Regions from separate parts of the Macaca mulatta genome. Here all the other regions are linked to region 1. The links are chromatin contacts, called in public Hi-C maps. All regions are on one chromosome and are shown on one strand. The core of a region is the stretch at or near the end of the contact, and the rest is flanking DNA. Distances in the headings are between cores, read along the strand shown.

Evidence for each region. Hi-C and Micro-C count contacts between places; a contact is called where the count stands out from the background.
Region 2: a contact with region 1 is called in a Hi-C map of blood, with 2.5 times the contacts expected there. The contact joins the enhancer-like site here to the promoter of DHFR in region 1. A contact is called at or near these places in 2 of 14 Hi-C or Micro-C datasets (blood and fetal cortex germinal zone).
Region 3: a contact with region 1 is called in a Hi-C map of liver, with 3 times the contacts expected there. The contact joins the promoter of FAM151B here to the promoter of DHFR in region 1. A contact is called at or near these places in 4 of 14 Hi-C or Micro-C datasets (fetal cortex germinal zone, fetal cortical plate, fibroblasts and 1 more).

The regions. Positions count from the first base shown.
Region 1 is chr6:86,973,208-86,977,827 of T2T-MMU8v2.0, forward strand. DHFR (dihydrofolate reductase) reads right to left here and starts at 2,190. Exons shown (of 8, transcript XM_078004951.1): 1 at 2,161-2,190; 2 at 1,728-1,841; 3 at 1,346-1,551; 4 at 854-903. The coding sequence starts at 878. It overlaps MSH3 (mutS homolog 3), which reads left to right and starts at 1,975. Exons shown (of 24, transcript XM_015140339.3): 1 at 1,975-2,251; 2 at 3,710-3,830. The coding sequence starts at 2,051.
Region 2 is chr6:86,732,098-86,736,717 of T2T-MMU8v2.0, forward strand. No RefSeq gene overlaps it. Among named protein-coding and RNA genes, the nearest start is that of ZFYVE16, 8.3 kb to the right of the region's middle. Within about 2 kb of position 2,479, at least 12 of the 40 cell types and tissues checked have an H3K27ac peak or open chromatin away from gene starts, as enhancers often do. A contact at or near this core is called in blood, where this site is marked.
Region 3 is chr6:86,813,852-86,818,471 of T2T-MMU8v2.0, forward strand. FAM151B (family with sequence similarity 151 member B) reads left to right here and starts at 2,544. Exons shown (of 6, transcript NM_001194307.2): 1 at 2,544-2,639. The coding sequence starts at 2,615.

The DNA of each region.
Region 1 (4,620 bases), core at 940-3,439:
CAATTTCTTAGGAGAATAACTTTGAGACTCAGCTATCTGAACCAAAGAAACATCAACATTACCAGACCATATTGGGATTTCTGAGAGTGGCTTTTATCAATTCTTTAGCTATGGGCTCTCGTCATCATCTCTACCAGTGACCTAATTGTCAAATCCAAATACCTTGTATCTGTTCCATTCAAGAGCTGCAGCATCTGCTCCTTTCTTACTGTTTGTTTCCTCTGCCATGTCTCCTCTTACAACCATAAATATCCAGGTCTCTTAGATTTTAAATGGGGCATCTCTCAACCCCCACATTCTTTTCCTTGGTTATTCCCTTCCCTCCAATAGTTCAATTCACCTAGATCTCTGTGCCTGAAATTATCCTAGATGTCCTAGAGGTGCCTCATCATTACAATGGTACATTATTCTCCACTCCTTTACATGTCACGTCAGCTTTCAAACTGAAAATCTGAGCGTTCTTCCTTGATGCATCATCTTTAAATTCCTGATCTCCAAAATCCAGGGTCATGTAACCTTAAAAATTTTTTACCCTCTCTTCTCCATTGCCTTTGTTCAGGCCTTATCTCTTCCAGCAGCTCTTCCAAAGGCCTCTTCTGCTTTCCTTTCCGAGTGCTAACCTCCACTGAAGCTTCCACCCAGCTGCCAATTCTGCCCCATGCCTGATAATTTGCTCGTGCGTTAACATAAAATTTCTAAGACAAAAAAATTTTAATAGTGGTAAATGAACCTTGGGAACTGCATACAGATCCATAAGAGAAAAGGTCCCAGATTAACACGGAAAACTTTCCATTTAAATAACATTTGCATTGGTAAATTTCATCAACCAAGACCCTACTTAATCCCACATTACCTTCTACTGAAGAGGTTGTGGTCATTCTCTGGAAATATCTGAATTCATTCCTACAAGTTAGAGAAAGAGCGTTACTCGAAACATTATTGTCAGGCCTCTGGGCCCAAGCCAAGCCATCGCATCCCCTGTGACTCGCACGTATACGCGCAGATGGCCTGATGTAACTGAAGAATCACAAAAGAAGTGCAAATGTCCTGCCTCACCTTAACTGATGACATTCCAAGACAAAAGAAGCGAAAATGGCCGGTCCTGGCCTTAAGCGATATTATCTCGTGAAACTCCTTTTCCTGGCTCATCCTGGCTCAAAAAGCTCCCCTACTGAGCACCTTGTGACCCCCATTCCTACCCCGCCAGAGAACAACCTCCCTTTGTAATTTTCCTTTACCTACCCAAATCCTATAAAACAGCCCCACCCCTTATCTCCCTTCGCTGACTCTCTTTTCCGACTCAGCCCGCCTGCGCCCAGGTGAAATAAACAGCCATGTTGCTCACACAAAGCCTGTTTGGTGGTCTCTTCACATGGACACGCATGACAATTATCCCTTGAGCTCCAGCTCTAAGGCACCTGACAAACGGAGCGCTGCGGGCAGGGGTGAGGTGTTTTCTCCAGGGCTGGGACTTTGCCCTGGGAAAGGGCGCCGCAGGGCAAAGACCTCACCTGGCAGCAGGATCCGGGCAGAAATCAGCAACTTTGCCTCCTGCGCAGCAGAAAAGGGGAATCCGAATCCAGTCGGGCCCACCCTTCCTGCGAGCGCAGACCGCAAGTTTGGCCCCATCCTCTCGCCGGGAGTCGGCCCAGCGCATCCCACCCAGATACCCCGACCGCGGGCAGCCTGCGCCAGTCTGGATCCCATCGCCCCGGCCCGGCAGATACCTGAGCGGCGGCCAGGGCAGGTCCCCGTTCTTGCCGATGCCCATGTTCTGGGACACAGCGACGATGCAGTTTAGCGAACTAACCATGACAGCAGCTGGAGCACCTCCGAGCCCGCTAGTTAAAACAGAACGCGCGGTCAAGATTGGCGCGAAATTGTGGCCGCCCCGCCCTCTCGTTCCTATTTGTGCAGGCGAGGCCCCGCCCCCCGCCCCGGCGCACGGCAGGGTCACGGCGGGCTCGCGCCCGCAGACGCCTGGGAACTGCGGCCGCGGGCTCGCGCTCCCGGCAGGGCCCTGTTCCCGGGCTGCCATCCTTGCCCTGCCATGTCTCGCCGGAAGCCTGCGTTGGGCGGCCTCGCTGCCTCCAGCCCAGTCCCTGCGAGGCAAGCTGTTTTGAGCCGATTCTTCCAGTCTACGGGAAGCCTGAAATCCACCTCCTCCCCCACGGGTGCAACCGATCAGGTGGACCGTGACGCCGCAGCGCCCCCAGCGTCCACTTTCCCGCCCCAGCTGCCGCCGCTCGTGGTAGGTTCTGTCCAGGACGGGGAAGGGCTGTCGGGGCCGGTGGGCGGGGCTTGTGGGTGAGGCGGGCGGAGGCGGGTACTCTCCGCCAGATGGCAGGGCTGGAGGAGGAAGGGGTGGGCTGAAGAAGGGGAAGGTGGGAAGAGCCCAGGCGGGGCTACAAACTAGGTGAAGCGCTGAGGTTTTTAGTACTTCCATTTGAGGAGATAGGCTAAGGTTACGCAGGTGTTTTATGGCAGACCTGAGACAGGAACTCAGGTCTCCTGACTCGCATTCTGATAAGAGGGCTTGTGGGTAAGGGGTGCGTCTTTTAACCTCCATCCTTTTTTTTTTTTCCTTGGTGGTCGAAGAGTTTTACTGATTTAAAAAGTGCAGGATTGGGTGACTAGAAGAAAGCTGCCGTTAGGTCTCCAGTTTTCAAGGCTGCAACAGCGTTGCTCAATATTTCAAATCACTACGGTTAAAAGCAGTCATATTGTGCAGTTCCCCAGTGAACACTTTTTGTAGTTTAGATTATAAAGTCTGAAATACAATTTGGGTGGATAAAGTTTCTTAGGATGGTATAGATGTGATTAATTATGGAGTCCTTCCTGTTGCCATCCTTCAACGCAATAAGTACATTTGTTTGTTTTTAGACGGGAGATACTGCCAGGGGAAAAGCCCAAGGGTGACCCCTCACTGGGGTCACCTGCACAGTATGTTTCAAACTGAGGGTGGAAAGGCATTGAAGACTGGTATTTAGCCACCTACCGTGTTATAATGTAGGTGACAGCTTGGGTGCTTCAAAATCTTGTTCCCTTCTTATATGTTTCTCCCTTATAGTGATTACTTCTCTTCTGTTTTTGTTTTTTTTTTTTTTTTTTGAGGCCGACATTTTCGTGAATTCACCAAAAGTTTGCACCCACCATTTAAAGGGTAGTTGGTGAAGGACTTACGTATGCTTTTGGCAAGTTTTCTGCCAAGAAAAAGTTCATAATCTTGTCACATCTTTAGTGATGAACATAAACCATTTAAACAGGAAACACTTAAATTGGAATGACCATGTCAAAAATGATACTGTTCTTTTATTATGTATCTTTTCCTCTCTGTGCCTTTGCTACATAGCTGTTTATTTCTTAGAGGTATTTTATTTAGCATATGTAAGTAGGGTGATTCAAGTTTTATAATTAGAGAAAGCTGAAGGCTGATTGAGTCAAGACAGGTAGCAGCCTTGGTTTCAATTAATTCTAAACAGGGCTTGAGTTGCTGAGACTCCTGGCCTCAGTCATCAGACTCTACCTTGTCTTTTATGGTGTTAAAAACAGTTCACCCATAGACTTTTCCAGTACTAAACGTAGGGGATTCTTTGAAGAATGGATGGCAAGGAACTTGTCATTCAGATGTAAGGTTTAAATTACTTCGCATACCTCAGGCCTTCTCAGAATAGAGATAACACATCATTTTCTAACCTTCCCGATATAGGCTACAGAAATTGACAGAAGTAAGAAGAGACCATTGGAAAATGATGGGCCTGTTAAAAAGAAAGTAAAGAAAGCCCAACAAAAGGAAGGAGGAAGTGATCTGGGAATGTCTGGCAACTCTGGTGAGTTGTGGGGGATTCTTTTCTCTCTCAGTCATGGCCCTGTTATTCTGGAATTCTCCAGAGGGTGGAAGAGTATATTAGAATTATGTCTTTTTTCTTTTTGGAGAAAGGTCCCCTTTGTTCCTGAGCAGAGTGGCGCCCTATAGGTGATGGTGATGTGTATAGGACGTTAAAGGGATGGTAGAGCTAGAATTCTGCAATTTAACTGTAGTTCTCCCAACTTTCTCCTTTATTCCTTCTAGCTATTTTTGTCCTGATTATAAAATTAAAACATTCTTGCTACAGAAATTTCAAACAGTACAGAAATTTGGAACGTAGACAGTGATAGACCCCATAATCCCTCCCTTTGAGTGAGGCCCACTGCTAACTGGTGTTCTGTATATACTTCCAGATTTTAAAAATTTATACATGTGTATATATGTGCATACTCATAAGCTCACAAATTAGTTTATTTAATTATATTTTATGGATTATATTATATTGTATACTAATTTGCTACTGTCTTTTTCTACTTAATAGAAAATTTTGAACAATTTTCAGTATCAGGACCCGTAGATCTACTCTCCGCCCCCTTTTTTTTTTTTTGTGCTTAGAGCTGCTGTTTGTGTATGTAAAAGGCATTGAATAAAAACAGCATGCCTAGGCTGGACGCGGTGGCTGACACCTGTAATCTCAGCACTTTGGGAGGCCAAGGCAGGCGGATCATCTGAGGTCAGGAGTTTAAAACCAGCCTGGCCAACATGGTGAAATCCTGTCTCCACTAAAAATACGATAATTAGCTGGGCTTGGT
Region 2 (4,620 bases), core at 1,229-3,728, 240 kb before region 1:
GTGCTGGGATTACAGGTGTGAGCCACCACACCTGGCCTCCTACATAAACTTTATTTCAGGAGAACTAAATAGTTGTTAAGGGAACTTAAAAAATATATATGTAACGATATTTTAAACTATATAAAAAAGGTCTAGTCAATTCCAAGAAGAAATGATAGATTAAAACGTCATCATTTGGGCCAGGCCTGGTGGCTTGTGCCTGTAATCCCAGCACTTTGGGAGGCCAAGGCAGGTGGATCACCTGAGGTCGGGAGTTTGAGAGCAGCCCGACCAACACGGTGAAACCTTGTCTCTACTAAGAAATACAAAAAATTAGCCAGGCGTGGTGGCAGATGCCTGTATTCCCAGCTACTCGGGAGACTGAGGCAGGAGAATTGCTTGAACCTGGGAGGCAGAGGTTGCAGTGAGTCGAGATCACATCACTGCACTCCAGCCTGGCGACAGAGCGAGACTCTGTCTCAAGAAAAAAAAAAAAAAAAAAAAATCGTCATTTGCAAACCCCAAATCAAAGAATGGATCCAAGCAGCAATTATTATTATTATTATTTTTGAGACGGAGTCTCGCTCTGTCGCCCGGGCTGGAGTGCAGTGGCCGGATCTCAGCTCACTGCAAGCTCCGCCTCCCGGGTTTACGCCATTCTCCTGCCTCAGCCTCCCGAGTAGCTGGGACTACAGGCGCCTGCCACCGCGCCCGGCTAGTTTTTTGTATTTTTCAGTAGAGACGGTGTTTCACCGTGTTAGCTAGGATGGTCTCGATCTCCTGACCTCGTGATCCGCCCGTCTCGGCCTCCCAAAGTGCTGGGATTACAGGCTTGAGCCACTGCGCCCGGCCCCAAGAAGCAATTATTAATGGTTGTTAACATCACCGAATGAGAGCTAACAAGGTATTATGTGTTTCCTGATGGAAGTGCACAACACCGCTTATAAAGCAGCCTTACCAAAACACTAAGCCTGTATCAAACCATGCCTCTAGAGCTAACTGCAAGTTCATAGGAAACACAGCGGAGAGAGAAACATGTTAAAAGATACAATGGGGAGGATGTACGCAAAAAAGAAAAATGTAGATATTGTCAATTTTACAGGCCAAAAGACAACTTTTTTTCAAAAATAAATTGCTAGGAACAAAAAAGGAACAGGAAACTTTATTACACATGAACTAATCTCAGTATGTGGATCTTATTTGGATTTTGATTCATTTAAACCATTAAAAAATTATGACATTTATCAAACAATTAGAAATATGAATACCAGGCAGGGCGCGGTGGCTCACGTCTGCAATCCCAGCACTTTGGGAGGCCGAGGCGGGTCGATCATGAGGTCAGGAGATCAAGACCATCCTGGCTAACAAAGTGAAACCCCGTCTCTACTAAAAATACAAAAAATTAGCTGGGCGAGGTGGCCGGCGCCTGTAGTCCCAGCTACTTGGGGAGGCTGAGGCAGGAGAATGGCATGAACCTGGGAGGCGGAGCTTGCAGTGAGCAGAGATCCGGCCACTGCACTCCAGCCTGGGAGACAGGGAGACTTCATCTCAACAAAAAAAAAGAAATATGAATATCAGTACCTAAATATCTGGTAATATTGAGAATTATTATTAAATTTTTTTCGGGAATGATTATGGTATTATTAGATTTTTGTGAAGAGTTATTTTCTTTTCTTTCTTTTTTTCTTTTTTTGAAACAGAGTCTTGCTCTGTTACCAGGCTGGAGTGCAGTGGTATGATCTCGGCTCACTGCAGTCTCCACCTCCTGTGTTCCAGTGATTCTCCTGCCTCAGCCTCCCGAGTAGCTGGGATTACACGCATGCACCACCATGCTCAGATTTTTTTTTTTTTTTTTTTTTTTTTTTTTTTTGTATTTTTAGTAGAGATGGGGTTTTGCCACATTGGCCAGGCTGATCTTGAACTCCTGACCTCAGGTGATCTGCCTGCCTTGGCCTCCCAAAGTCCTGGGATTATAGGCATGAGCCGCTGCCCCCAGGCAGAGTTATTTTCTTTTGCAAATATATATTGAAATATTTATGGATGAAATAATATAACATACGGCATTTGCTTTCAAATCATATGGGCAGGTAATGGAACAGATGAAACTAGGTTGTCCATATTGAAGCTGGATTATGGGATTGGCTACAAGGGGGTTGACTGCATTATTTCCACTTTGTAGGTTTTCTACTTATCTTTTAAATATACGTGTAGAAAAATTTAGAGATAAAATATGTAATAAATGAGCTTTGCCTCAAGATAATCTAATTGTGGGGGAGAGGGGATAAAATAGGTGGGTGTTTAGATAAAAATAAGATCTGTGGCCGTGAATGTAGAGTAATTCACTTGCAAAGGAAAAACATGCTAGGAAACAATGCTGTTGCAGATAGTCTTTTTGAAGCCTTATCTCAGTGTATCAATCAGAATAGCCAGCCACAAATCTCAGGGGCATAACACAAAGTTCCAGTTTATCTTCAAGGACAGACTGAATTATGCTGCGGTACTAAAGCACTCTCAAAATCCCAGGGCACAAAACAACAAGGTTTTTTTTTCTTCACTGAAATCCCACAGGGACTCAGGCTGATGGAGCAGTCACAGTATCAAATCTTGTCTATTGTTATGCCAGAGGGAAAGTAGGCTCAGGAGGATCTCACATTGGTGAGTAAAGAATTCAGTCTGGAAATGACATGTCATTTCTGCTCACAATTTATTGGTCTGAATCAGTCACATAGCCCTATTTAACCTCAAGGGGGTCAGGAAGTACACTGCCATCATATGACCAGAAGAAAGGAGAACTGAAAATATTTGGCAAATAATTTGATGAAAGAATCTGTGTCATGATGTTGAAGCTGTATTATACTTGAGCCTTGGGAATGACTGTTTCTTGTTGCCACCTCTAAGGCAGCAACCAGACACAAGTGCTCATTCGTCCTTTTGGTTTATTTGTGGCTTATGATGCACAGTCATGCAATATATTGTATGCAGAGATTGCATAATAAATGTGAGGTAATAGGTTGTCTTAATTATGAATTTAGCAATACTTTTAAAAAGAAAATGTTCAATTCTTCAAGTGTTTTTTTCTCAGAAAGGAGAATCACTCATGATTTATAGTCACAGTTAATATTTTAGTGGATTTCTTTCCAAACTTTTCTTTGCATTTAAAAAATTAGTTCTCATGATCATCAAAACTGTAACCATTTTTTTCATTAGTGACTGTCATAGTCTATTTGTGCTGCTATAACAAAATACCTGAGACTGGGTAATTTACAAAGAAAAGAAATTAATTTTCTTGCAGTTCTGGAGGCTGGGAAGTCAAAGATCAAGGTGTCAGGAGGTTTGCTGTCTGGGGAAGGTTTGTTCCTTCTATGTAGTGGTGTTTTGGTGTCCTCACATGGAAGAATGGAAGACAGTGAACCCAAGTACACTTCATAGTCCATTTTCACACTGCTAATAAAGACATACCCAAGACTGGGAAGAAAACGAGGTTTAATTGAACTTACAGTTCCATATGACTGAGGAGGCTTCAGAATTATGGTGGGAGGTGAAAGGCACTTCTTACATGGCAGTGGCAGGAGAAAACGAGGAAGAAGCAAAAGCCCGAAACCCCTAATAAACCTATATCAGACCTCATGAGACTTATTCACTGTCATGAGAATAGCATGGACAAGACTGGCCCCACGATTCGGTTACCTCCCCCTGAGTCCCTCCCACAGTGCATGGAAATTCTGGGATGCAGTTCAAGTACACCCAAACCATATCGCCAAGCCCTTTTGTTTATTTTTTATTTTTAATTTTTTTTTTTTTTTGAGACAGGGTCTTGCTTTGTCACCCAGACTAGAGTGCAGTGGTGTGATCACAGCTCACTGCATGCAGGTCTTGACCTCCCAGGCTCAAGCAATCTTTCTTCCCTAGCCTCCCTAGCTGGGACCACAGGCACACGCCACCATGCCTGGCTAATTTAACAAAAAAGTGTTTTATAGAGATGGGGTCTCCTTATGTTACCCAGACTCCAAGCCATTTTATAAGGGTCCTAGTCCTGTCCATGAAGGCTATGCCCTCATCATGACTTAATTATTTCCTGAAGGCCTCACATCTTAATACTATCATATTGGCCATTAAATTTCAACACATGAATTTTGGAGGACATAGTCAATCAATAGCAGTGGCATTGCTCCAAACAGCTGATCTTAATGGCCATGGACCAGCAGATAATTTTAACAAAGGTCTTATCTTTTTTAAAAAAATTTAAAATCCCTTTTTCTTGAAATGAGTGTTTTAGTATGGTTGCATAGCACTTAAATACCAGCGGTTAACTAACAGTTCCAGGTCACATTCTGTGCATTGTGGCAAAGAATCCCTGGTTCTAAAATTGCTTGTTAGCATAAGACCAGCCAAGAAACAGGAAAGAAATGAAAAATTGCAATACTGCAGTTGAGTTCAATTTGCTTTTGGTATTTTCTTTACCCAGGTTATTTATGAAAAAGGAATAGTTTTGGGAGTTCATATTATTGTGGAATTTAAGCCTCTTAAAATCATCAAGATACCTGTTTCTCTTGAAAATAATAAAAACTGGCCGGGCGCAGTGGCTCACGCCTTGTAATCCCAGCACTTTGGGAGGCAAGGGTGGAAAGATCACTTGAAACC
Region 3 (4,620 bases), core at 1,294-3,793, 160 kb before region 1:
AGCTCTAAAAATAAGGACAGTGAAGAGGAATATTGTAAAATATATGAAAATATTGTGGTAATATTGTGACCAATATGTCATAAAAACTTAGCAAACTGATGCAGGAACAGAAAACCAAATACCACATGCTCTTATAAATGTGGGAGCTAAATGATGAGACACATGGACACAGATTGGGGAACACCACACTGGGACTTTTGGAGGGTGGAGGGTGGAAGGAGGTAGAGGATCAGGAGAAATAACGAATGGGTACTAGGATTAATACCTGGTTGATGAAATAATCTGTACAACAAACCCCTATAACACAGTTTACCTATATAACAAACCTGCACTTGGACCCCTGAAGTTAAAAGTCAAAAAAAAAAAAAAAAAAAAGACACAAACCTGCACTTGGACCCCTGAAGTTAAAAGTTAAAAAAAAAAAAAAAAAGGTAGCTGGGCACAGTGGCTCATGCCTGTAATCCCAGCACTTTGGGAGGCCAAGGTGGGGTGGATCACTTGAGGTCAGAAGGTCGAGACCAGCCTGGCCAACGTGGTGAAACCCTGTCTCTACTAAAAATGCAAAAATTAGCCAGGCATGGTGGTGCATGCCTGTAATCCCAGTTACTCAGGAGGCTGAGGCAGGAGAATCACTTGAACCCGGGAGGTGGAGGTTGCAGTGAGCCGAGATCATGCCACTGCACTCCAGCCTGGGACAACAAAGTGAGACTTCATCTAAAGAAAAAGAAAAAAAAGTTTTTTAAAGAAGACTTGTACTGCAATCAATACCATCAAGAAACTGAAAAGACCATCTGCACAATGGGATAATATATTGCAAATATTTGCAAATTATCTGTTAATTTGTATTGAGACTATACAAAGAATTCTCACAGTTGAAATGAGCACAGGATTTGAGAAGACATTTCTCCAAAGGAAATATATAAATGACCGATAAGCACCTGAAAATAGGCTCAACATTATTAGTAGGGAAATGCAAATCAAGATAATGAGGTAGTACTTCATATCTACTAGGATTATAATTAAAAACAACACATAATAACAAGGAGTACTGGTGAGGACGGGGGGAAACTGGAATCTTCATACACTGCTGGTAGGAATGAAAGATGGTACAGCTGCTTTGCAAAACTGGCAGTTCCTCACACAGTTAAACAGAGTTACTATATGAACAAGTTAGTTCCACTCCTAGGTATGTACACAGATATGTACGCAGAAATGTGTTCATATACGTCCACGCAAAACTTGTCAATAAATGTTCATAGCAGCATTATTCATAAAAGACAAAATGTGGAAACAACCCGAATGTCCATCAGCTGTTGAATGGACACACATAAAATGTGGTATATACAAACTGGAATTTATTCCAACATAAGAAGGAAGAAAGTACTGACACATGCTAAAACATGGATGAATTTTGAAAACATGCCAAGTGAAAGAAGCCAGATACAAAGATCATACATACAGTCTGTGATTCTATTTACATCAAATTCCAGAATAGGCAAATTCATGAGACAGAAAGTAGATGAATTGTTGCCTGGGGGTAGGAAGGGGGCAAATGGAGAGTGATTGCTTTGGAGTGATGAAAAATATTTTATCTGAAAGGCTGGGCAAGAATCGCTCCCCTTTGTATTATGTGTCAGGTGATGATAGTTATCCTAACTCTACCACTGGCAGATTGAGTTTTTTGGTCACAGAAGCCGAAAATGGCAGAGCTTTGTTGCTAATTCTGATCACTAGTTTGGCATCAGAAAGTAATGAGTTAAGGAGGGCTAGAAAGACAGTGGATGGGAGAACCCAGTTGCTGGGAGCGTTTTCTGAGTGAACACTGGTAGAGAGACAGAAGGGGAGAAGAAAACTTCAGGTTATCTGCTCGATAACTGTACAAAAACCTTTTTTTTTTTTTTTTTTTTTTTTTTGACAGAGTCTACCTCTATCGCCCAGGCTGGAGTGCAGTGGTGCGATCTCGGATCACCTCCACCTCTCTGGTTCAAGCCATTCTTGTGCCTCAGCCTCGCTAGTAGCTGGGATTACAGGCGCGCACCACCATGCCCGGATAATTTTTAAAATTTTCAGTAAGGAGGGTTTTCACCATGTTGGCCAGGATGGTCTCGAATTCCTGACCTCAAGTGATCCGCCCACGTCGGCCTCCCAAAGTGCTGGGAGTACAGGCGTAAGCCACCGTGCCCGGCCAGAAACACTGATTTTTATCAGTAATGATTCCACACCCTTTTAGGATATTACTAACATTTAAAAGAAAATATATCCAACTTTTGAAATTCGTGCTCCACTCCAGCAACTGCTTTCAATCGGAGTTCCATCCTTCGCCGCAGTATTCCCTAACGCAGCGTTATCTTCAGAGCTACCACCTGCTTCCGAAACCTTTCGGAGGAGCGCTTGGCCAACACCTGCCCGGCGGAGCGGCCCGAAAGCGAACCTCGAACGCCAGCCTCTGCGCCTGCGTGCCGCGGCTCCATTTGGTTCCGCTTCGCTGGCGCCCGCCTTGCTCTTCCCCTGCCCGAGGCCTGTGGTTTGTGGAGTCGAATTTCCGTGCCGCCAGTGCCCGGTTAGCAGGGGCGCCAGCCGGTGGGCGCCTGCGCGGACGGCGGGCGTCATCACCATGGCAGCATCCGCTGGAGGCCCAGGTAAGCGCCAAGCACGCGGCCTCTGCCTGGAGGTGGGGCGCTTTGAGAGGCTCCGCCGGCGGCACCCTCCCTTTGTGGGCTCCCGCGGTCCTCCTTGCTAGGGACCTAGGAGCGCGCCGCGCAGTACCGGGCGGCTGGGCTTGAAGCCCGCTCCGCACTCGGGGCGCGCCCCCGATCGCCTGCCGATGACCTTGGTTTGCCGGGTGGGCGTTAAGGGACAGGCGTTAGGGGGAGGTCGGAGAATGGCAGAGTCAGTGTCTTTTGAGGTCTTGGTTGGAAGGAAAGGAATGTGACGTTTCCCTAATTCCTTAATTTCCGCAGACCGCATGGGGGCGGTCTGGGTCAGTCGGTTCCTCTTTGGAAACTGGGGGAGGCTTGGGAATGCGGACGGTGGGCCGGGCCCGGCGTAGTCCGGCTGCTGAGCGCGCGGCCTGGAAACCTGGCAGAGTGCGGCTCGCTTGTTTCCCCTTGGAGTCAAGTGCTTCAACTTGCGGAACAATAGTTCCACTCTTGAACGTTACAGTATCTTTTCTGTAAACTGAAGTAGTGGTATGAGACAACCTCAGTGACGCGTTCTTTCTTCAGTTTAGATTTTTTCCCTAATTGTAAAAATAATGCACGCTTTCACCATTCTGACTAGCGGGCTGTATAAATACGGATTCTCTTCTGAATCGATGCACGGTTTACAGAATCTTGGAATAACACGTGTGTGTAAGCGAAAAATGTCCAGGTTCTGATAAATGCCATTATAGAACATTTATAAAGTATATTAGTATAGAGAAGTAGGAAAAAAAAATTCCCCAAATGCTGATACCCACAGGCACCACTACTAACTTTTTGTTATTTTCTAACAACCCTGACTCTTAAAAATAGAGTTAAGGTCATGGTAAACATAATTTTTAAAATCCTGCCTCTTATAGTATTCCATGTCACCAAGGTTTTTATAAACATAATTTTGAATGACTGAATTGTTTTACACAATTATATTGTATACAATACAGTTATATTGTAATTAACCAGTCTCCTAATGTTGAACATTAGTCAGTTGTTTTCTGTTTAGTTTTGTTAGAATTCATTCTGTAATAAACAGTTTTGCATTGTTCTTCCTCAGTTATGTTTTTGGTTTGTTTTTATCCTGGACATGATTCTTGTAACTGAAATTACTGGGTCAAAGGATGTGAACTTTTTTTTCTCTTTTTTAAGACCTGTGCTAAACCTCCATAGAACATTTTCTTCAGACCAGAGTTTTCCATTTTTAACTCTTGGGTTCTTTACTTCTCAGTATAAATCCTTTTAAAGCCTGGTTTTCCTAAGAATCCAAACAAATCTGGGACAAAGCCCACACTCAAGACTTACACCATTCTCACTCACAGGCTGTATAAATCCAGGTTCTCTTCTGAATCGATGCAAGGTTTACGGAATCTTGGGGAAAAAAATGTGTGCATAAGTGAAAAACGTCCAATTCCTGACAAATACCATTTTTAAAAAAACAAATTTTCCGGCTGGGCACGGTGACTCACGCCTGTAATCCCAGCACTTTGGGAGGCCGAGGCGGGCGGATCACAAGGTCAGGAGATCAAGACCATCCTGGCTAACACGGTGAAACCCCGTCTCTACTAAAAATACAAAATAATTAGCCGGGCGTGATGGCGGGCGCCTGTGGTCCCAGCTACTCGGGAGGCTGAGGCAGGAGAATGGCGTGAACCCGGGAGGCGGAGCTTGCAGTGATTCGAGATCCTGCCACTGCACTCCAGCCTGGGCGACAGAGAGAGACTCTGTCTCAAAACAAAAACAAAAACAAAAAAACAAATTTTCTTCTCATTACCGAGTTGTTGATAAAACTAATTCTTAACCAGATTCTTCTGTTATATGTCATTTTTCCCCCTTACTTAAAAAAAAAATACATTCTTAACATAAAAGAGTTAAAAAGGCACAATAGGATGTATAGTGAAAAGTTCCCTCCTGGCCGGGCATGGTGTTT